Regions from separate parts of the Mus musculus genome. Here region 2 is linked to region 1. Evidence: chromatin contacts called from public promoter capture Hi-C data. All regions are on one chromosome and are shown on one strand. The core of a region is the stretch at or near the end of the contact, and the rest is flanking DNA. Distances in the headings are between cores, read along the strand shown. Region 1 holds the start of Zfp202 (zinc finger protein 202). Region 2 holds the start of Ubash3b (ubiquitin associated and SH3 domain containing, B).

What was found. Promoter capture Hi-C pulls out the DNA fragments that hold promoters and counts their contacts.
Region 2: a contact with region 1 is called in a promoter capture Hi-C map of liver, with 2.4 times the contacts expected there. The contact joins the promoter of Ubash3b here to the promoter of Zfp202 in region 1. A contact is called at or near these places in 6 of 39 promoter capture datasets (the HPC-7 cell line, cranial neural crest, liver and 2 more).

What each region holds. Positions count from the first base shown.
Region 1 is chr9:40,190,326-40,194,398 of GRCm38.p6, reverse strand. It overlaps Zfp202 (zinc finger protein 202), which reads right to left and starts at 2,083. Exons shown (of 7, transcript NM_030713.2): 1 at 1,962-2,083.
Region 2 is chr9:41,156,008-41,160,080 of GRCm38.p6, reverse strand. It overlaps Ubash3b (ubiquitin associated and SH3 domain containing, B), which reads left to right and starts at 2,019. Exons shown (of 14, transcript NM_176860.6): 1 at 2,019-2,782. The coding sequence starts at 2,655. It overlaps Gm35657 (a long non-coding RNA gene), which reads right to left and starts at 1,438. Exons shown (of 8, transcript XR_870644.1): 1 at 455-1,438.

The DNA.
Region 1 (4,073 bases), core at 834-3,333:
AGAATAAGATCTGACCTGTGATCAGCAATGGGAAACTCTTTATCAAGGGAATCAAGAAAATCAAGGGAGCTGGTTGCAAGCCTTTACTCTCAGTACTCATGAGGCAGACGCAGGCGGGACCCTGTGAGTTCTAGGCCAGCCTAGTCTTTACAGTGAGTTCCAGGACAGCCAAAGCTATATATAGAGAGACACTGTCCTAAGACAAACAAGCAAGCAAGCAACCAAACCAAACCAGAAACAAACCCTCATCAGTATTTCATCTTAACATGCCACAAAAGATAATAGAGCATTTGGCTTTCTGTCTTAAAAGCATGTAATATCATAAATAACTCACACTCGAATGGTAAGATCACCCATCAAAGATTAGTCAACACTACTAGTATTTGCAAGTCTTTGTCCTCAAACCTCTGTAAGGCAGGTACCAAGAGGGAGGTCTGGCCAAAAATAGTGTTTCTCAAAATGGTCAATACAGAACACAGAGCACCACTTCAGTCTTACATGCGGATTCATGTATGATAAACTCCATACCCACTATCTGGGCAAAGGAAGTAAATTTGAGGTTTCATGCAGAAAAGCACAAACTTATCCAGCAACGCTGACATTCAGGCAGGAGAGGAAAATAAAACAGAAAGCCTAGGGTTGTTTTATGCCTGTGTTGAGTGGTATAGTCACCACACCTGTATATTCTGAAACGACAGGAGTCCCTCAATAGTGATGTAGGTCTTGCAGTGGCCTTGGAATGACTGTCTCCTGCAATTATACAGGTAGAATGCAAAGGGTGTGTACATAGGAGACAGGAGGAAAGGTCAGCAGCTGTCTTAGAAGAAAAATGTACTGCCTTCCTCCTAACCCTTTTATGTTAGGCAGCAATAGCAGAAAGTGACTCAAGATATTTGATGGCCTCCAAATATCCCACTGTCACTTGCTTCTCCTAGCAAGCTTCTCACAGCCATCCTGACACTTCATTGAAACTGTTTTCTGGATTAAGGTCCATGGGGCTGCTTCAAAGAAAAAGCTGCACAGAGAGATGCCTTGTGACTTCGTTGCCCCAAGCTTTCCCTACTGCCTTTCACCTGTAGACTATGGACAGAATAACCTGACAGCAAAACCCTAGATGTGGCACTCCTAACCACGACCAAGACGATAAGCTGGACCTAGAGATCTCCCTTTGGGGAGTTCTGCACAGAGAAAAGACAGCGCTATCCATGTGTAGAATACGAGACAGCCACAGCCCAGGGGAAAGTGTGTGAGAGGACCAGGTCGGCCATGGAATAAAAAACTAGCAAACTTTCAGTCCACTATGGAAAGTCCCGCAGATGGTGAGATGAGCTGGAGAAGAGGTCCCCGAGCTGGTTGTCAGGGGTAGGAAGAAAGAAGTTCAGACAGTGCAGACAGTAGCCTCTAGCTCTACAGGGAAGTTCTGAGCCTGTCACTAAGCCAGGTGAGAGCCACACGCTAGACGGCCAAGGACTGGCAAGGATCACAGGTGATAAGATCGCATGTGAAGGGGGCGGGGTTCGCTGGGAAGGAGGGAAGGCAAAACCTGCAGGGAGGGCTCTGGAGCAATGTGCGATGCAGAGTGAAAAGTCTGAAGAGAGGGGAAGGTGGGCGTCAAGGGGCCTAGGCTACACCCCACTGGCTTCTAGCGCACCGGAGCGGTTGGTATGGACGCAATCCGAGGGGCACAGTGCATGTCCGCAGGCCCCCAGAGGGGGCGGAAGGAGGTGGCTGGGCAGAGAAGCCTGGAGTGCCACCCTTGTCTCCGGACGTCCCGGCTCTGGCCGCGAGGAGGTGACATGGTTACAACGCCCAGGCCGCGGGGACCCCGCCGCCACCCCTTCCCTGGCAGGCGCTGTCCCCCGGCGCCGGGGGGGCGGGGTCTGCTGCCCCTCCCAATGCTCCTGCCCTTCCCTCCCCGCCCGCTGCGGTGCCCGCTCGCCGGCCAGGTCCCCGACACTCACGTCTCCCGCGGCTCCGGCGGCTCCTCCCCTGCCCGGTGCTCCCCCACCCACTCCCGGCCGAAAGAGCCGAGCGGGATCCGAGTCGCGCGGGGCCCAGCGGGTCGGAACACGTGGGTCCTCTGCGCCCGGAACCGGAAGCGACCACTCGCCCCACCTCCAAGGGGTGCTGGAGCCTGTCTAGGCTGTAGGAGGTTTGGTCCACTCGTTGTGTTCCTGTTGGTCGAAGCCTGGGGCTTCTCCAGTGAGACCCATGCCGGGAAGCATTCCCTGGACTGCTGCCCTCTATGGCCAGTCCCCTTTGCGGCAAACCCATCACCTTCCTAGGCGTGGTATTCATTGTCCACTTCCTACAGGGTTTTGTTTTCATCTTTCATGTTGGTTTTGGTATCTACATCTCCACAAGAGAATCCCCTCCTTCCCACGCAGTTTTCTTTTCCTTCAAGCATGGAAGAATAAAAAAAGAAAGGTTTAGATTTGAATGCTGGCTCCTTCATGCACAGCTGTTGCCGGGCCGCCAGAACATCTGCCTGTCAACTCTGTCCGTCTTGAAAAAACACAAACTGTTGGTCTTAGAACTAAAAACTGGAAGGTAGACTGAAGCTCAGTAAGGAAATGGTGGTGTTGTCTATTAACCTTTGTGTGCTATTTTGGTGCCTCTTTGCCACTGTCTTCCCTGATCTAAGTTGTTCATTTTTGTCTTTGTCCCTAACACTTCTATAGTCCATCTTGCCCTGAATGTCACATGGTGACATGTGCAAGTCTTCTCCTTTCAGCCATTTCTTGAAAACCGTTTCCGTTCATGGGACAAACTGCTCGAGACTGCTTAGCATACTTTGAACTGGACATGTTAATTGCTTTTGCTAGAGAGGCAGCTGTGTTCTGCAGAGGGTGTTACAACACCCTTGATCAAAGCTTTGTTGAAGCCCCAACTGGAAGACTGTTCTTCGGTCAAAGGAGTGGATGGAGTCTACCTCTAGCCTGGCTGAAGACCGAGCAATCGTGAGATTTAATCCAGTTGTGCCCAGCCAATCACCTGACCACCCCACCAGAATGCAAGTTCACTTAATACCGTGGTAAAAGACATGGGAGTTGGTGACGGTATCCCTTTAATGAGATAGATAATGTACTTTTTCAGAAACCTGATTCTGTTCAGTTCAGGCAGTCAGTGCCAGAATGGGCAGGTCTGTCTGCCCTTCTGAGTCCTGACTAAGGTATACTTTTCCCCTCCTCCTCCTCTTCCTCTTCCTGTTCCTCTTCCCCCTCCTCCTCCCCTTCGTTTTTTTTTTTTTTTTTTTTTTTTTTTTTTTTTTTTTAAATCTTTATCTGAGGACACTGGACAGAGCCAAAGTATGCTTTTTCTGTTACTTGGAGCCTTTCTATTATTTTCTGAAGTATCCCTCCCTCTGCTGCACTATGTGACTGCTTACAATGACAGGTTTGTTTTCTTCCTCTTGTCCATTTTCTTTTTCTAGGCAGGGGCTGAAACTGAAATTTAGTTTGCCTGCTCTGTTTTTTTTTTGTTTTTTGTTTTTTGTTTTTTGTTTTGTCTAATAAAATTGTCTTTGAGGTTTCTTCTTAGTGCATTTTAAAATTCTATCGTTAATGGGGCTAAGTACCCCGAGAAGGGTACTAAGTAATGAAGGTTTAGTATGAGAATTTGCTCCTCCAATTATGGAGGCTGAGATGATGGTGCAGGATCTGTGTGGACTGCAGAATGGAGAGCTGAGAAACTGGTGGCGACATCCAGCCCCAGAACAGGTAGGTGAAGGTGGGGTGTCGCTGCAAACCCGGCATCAGCAGGTTCCAGGATCAGGTTCTTGGTATATCAGGATGAAACAATGCCTTGCCTTAAAAGAGGGTATTTTGCTCTCTCCTGCCTTTCTCTTCTATTCAGCTCTCAACAGATTGACTGAGACCCACTGATTCAAGTGCTAATAACTTCCACACTCAAACACATGGCAAGGGTGTGTAAGGGACACAGATTTTTGTCCAGTTATCTGGGCATCCCTTGGCCTGGTGAAATAGACACAGACTTTTCCTGGATCAAGTTTGGTCCTTTGTTCTCTTCCTTTCATCACTGTTACTTTATTCTCTGTAGATTGTTAAAGATGA
Region 2 (4,073 bases), core at 770-3,269, 970 kb before region 1:
ACGGAGGTCAGAAGAGGGCATCGGACTCCGTGGAACTGGAGTTACAGAAGGTTATGAACTATCCTGTAGGAGTTGGGAATTGAACCTGGGTCCTCTGCAAGAGCAACAAATGCTCGAGAGGGATGAGCCATCTTTCCAACACACCCCCTCCCCCAAAGTTGGAATTTAAGAAGAAAACTTGGCGCAGTGAGATGGCTCAGAAGAACACTGAAGATCTGAGTCCCGTCCCTGGGATTCACACAGTAGAGGGAGAGAACTGATTCCGGCAAATTATCTTCTGACTTCCACACCCACACTGCTGTGCTCTTGTAAAGACACACACACACACACACACACACACACACACACACACACAGAATAAAAAAATAAAAAAAATGTAAAAGAAAATATCACAATGTAACTTTAAGCTCTTGCATTGATAGAAAGAAGTTCTTAGCAAGAAGACAGTACATACCTAGGACATGGGTGCAGGTTTCTCAAGAGAGAGTCACTTCAGCATCCGGCCAAAGCACAGACAGAATGAGCCACACATGCACAACCCTAAGGACAGCACCATTATCTAGTGAGGGCTCACTAAACTGGAGCCGCTGTTCTGTGCACAGCTTTGGATGCACAAAGTGCTGCCATAGACAGTATTTTCTCTTGATTGAAATCCAGATCATCTGGCTCAAGCCCAGATATCTGAAAAAAAAAAAAGACTTTAGAATGCTGGGTACTGTCCAGTAGACTTTCCTGAACACATCCCAAGGAGGCTAGTCTATGGATTATGGTTTTCTAAGCTGCTTCCAACCACTGCCTTAGCTAGACATTTCCTCTGCTGGGAAGAAGAAACTCCCCCACCTAGGAAATGTGAATTGCCCTTGGTCTCTTTCATAACACTAGGCAGAAATATGCAAATTCCTACCCAGGCTTCCTCTGTCTCACCTTCCCACTTCCAAATGCCACGGATACTCTGAAGAAACACCAGTGGAGGATGGGAGGTCAGGGGATTAAACTTTCATTTTCTTGGGTGCCTTATAAAGCAACATTTAAAGCTATGGCGAGGGCTTTATCCATCTTGGTCACCCTCCTCCCCCTTCCCTGCACTCTAAGTAGGCAAGCAGGAAAGAGCTTTAGTGCCTGGGGAATCTGGAGCTACCGACTACCCCTGTATAGATGGGACTACGAGGATGTTGGGGGTAGAGGTAACCCATTTGGGGGAAGAGGTGACCTGTTCGGGGCACCACGGGGAGTCAAAGTTCCATCTCTTCACGCTGGAGCTCTTCAGTTTTCCTCTGTCCCTCTGAGCTGAATTTTCTCATCTCTAAAAAAACGAGGCTATACAGGTAGGCATCCTCAAGGGCGCCATAAAAGGCCCATGAGTTAATTCAGCCATTATGCTCAGCACAATCATGGGCACACAAATGGATCCAATAAACATTAGGTATTATCATTGTCGTCATCATCATCATCATCACTCCCCCCGCCCCCACCCCCCCACCCCGAAAGAAGATCTGTGCCTCTTCTATTACACCAAATGGGATTGGTTCTTGATTGAGAACAATGCCTTTGTCTCCAGGTGATCAAGCTTTAACAGGCAACAGCAGTAATGACTTCTGTTCTTTGAGGTGGAGGTTGCTGGTCCTACTGGGGTGGGGGTGGGAGCTCACTTGTGGCTCCTATGCAGCAGGGATCCCGACTCCCGACTCAGAACCCTTTTATAGACAGGGTGCGCACTCACTCATGAAAGTCAGCTCTTTCCATTCGGAAGTGCTATAATTAGTGTCCTTTCTCTGTTCCTTCTCCTTCTAGCTCCTAGCCTTTCATTTCTCTGCTTCCCCTCCCTTTTTTCTTCCCCTTTCTCTTCTCCCTTCCTTCCTGGCCTTTGCCCTCTCAGGTCCTTCCATTTCCAAGAATCAGAGGCCCTTTTCCAGAAGTCGCTGTCCAGTCAGTCACTGAGGGCTGTGAGGTACTCGGCCTACAGTGATGTAACAACTTTGTAACTTTAGCGAGATCAATTTGAAGTGACACCTTTTCCCGGGTCTTATGGCTTAGCCTTCTGGACCTCTCCTCCATCCGTGCAGAGGGTTTCCATTACTGACCTCGCCAATGATCAAATGAAACGTGAAATGGGCTATTCTGAAGCCCGGAGGCCCAGATGGATCGATATGCAAGCCAAGGGCAGAGCTACGGCTCTGCGAATCCAAGCACACTGGCCTACTTCTGGAGACCTTCTGTCTAGAAGCAATTCCTACTATGGCTGGCTGTAATCCAGCCAGCCCAGCTTGGGCCGGCGCGGGCGCTTTAAGAGAGGGGCGGGGCCCGGCGCAGGCAAGGCAGGGCCTGCCCACAAGGCTGCTTTTCCTTTTTGATCCATTCAAAAATTACTCATTGCAAATTCCCGGACAGCTCGGGGAGGAGAAGCTGGTGGGGCGGAGGACAGAGAAGGCTGCAGCGGCGCAACGCTGGGACTCCGGGACCCCGCGGGCTGAGGTCGGACCCGCAGCAGCCACCGGCCCGCGCCGAGCTCCAGTGGCCTCTCCAGGAAGCGTCAGTCTCCGCCCGGAGATCTGGGAGCACCGCCCCCACCGTCCTCCCCGGACCCCCAGTCCCCGGCGCGCGGGCGATGGGCGGCCACTGAGCGGGCACTCGGCACCGCGACCCCAGCCCTCGGCATGGCCGCGCGCGAGGAGCTGTACAGCAAAGTCACCCCGCGCAGGGACCGCCTGCAGCGCCCGGGCACAGTCAAGCATGGGTCGGCGCTGGACGTGCTCCTGTCCATGGGCTTTCCCCGCGCCCGCGCGTAAGTCACCCGCCTGGGCCCCGCGACCCTCGACTTCGCTCCGGCTCGCCATCCTGGCGCTGCCTGAAACCTGCTTAGGGGAACACGATGGGCGCGCTGGCGGCGGGAGTGTCGGGCTAGGGGATTGCTTGGGGATGCTGGACGGCCGGGGTATCAGGTTCGAATCCCGGGTTTCGCTGGTAGCTCTGGGCGGTTCGCGCGCGCTCCCCCAGAGGTCTCTTATATTAAGCCCGGGAGAGGCGGGTCCCTTGGAGGACTTGGATCCCTTATCCATCCAGAGTGGTGAGCTGTTTGGGAGCGGAGGTTAGGGGTCGGTCTACTGGTGGCTGGCGAAAGGCGAGGGGCAGCGGGGCAGGGTGGCCGGCGCCCCCGCTGCAGAGGCTTCCAGCTCCGGATGTCGCTCTTGAGCTCCCGGCTCCCTCCGGAGTGGGAGGAGCGGGAGCGTGGGTGTCGCTGCGTGTTCATTGATAAGAGAGGATGGAATGGGAAGAAGTGATTCCTCCAGGGGACCAGGGTTCTCGTCAGTGGTGACGGCAGCGCAGAAAGCTGTGGGTGCTCAAAAGTATGGGGCGGGGTTGGGGGGGGGGCTGCCCTCCTGCCTCCTCCTTCCTTTCCGAGGGTGGGCAGGTGAAGGGCAAGAGAGCACAGGTGGCTGTAGCTGTAGCCTTCTGGGAAGAGCAGGGTTGCCAGCGACAGCCTGCAACAGTTCTCTGGAGCCGGTGCACACCAGGGCAAGGGGCTGGAACCTCTCCTGATAGAAAGCCGTCGCCTTCTCTGGTTAATTCCTGGCTTGCTTATTTCCTCGGTGGAGACACAAAGTTCGGGATGGTGGCAGGTGCTGCTCTCTCTTTCAGTTACGTCACCAGAATTGAAGAGTTGGGCGAACTTAATCAGATAGGGTCGAGTCAGTAAGTTCGTTCTTGCCTCGGCTTTCATTCACGAGGTAACTCCAGGTGTCCTAACTGGGAGCCTTGTTTCCTTACTAACGTGGGGGAGGTCTAAGGAGAGAAGACTCCTATTCAGGAATGCATCGTCCTAGCCAACCTGCTCAGACAGGCTGCAGTGCTGTTTGGCCCGCTCCGTGAAAGGCTACAAAGTGGACCGAGACCTCTGCTTTCTGCTGACTTCCAAAACACTACAACACCTGGAGAAGATATGAAGGGTTTTGCATGGGGTGCCAAGTGGGGGTCCTCCATGGAAGGCCCTGAGGATGGGTGGCGATCTAGAGCCTCCTGAGAACCAGAGCGGAGTCCAAATGTACTGTAGAAGTTGCTTAGTTCCAGGCAGCTGC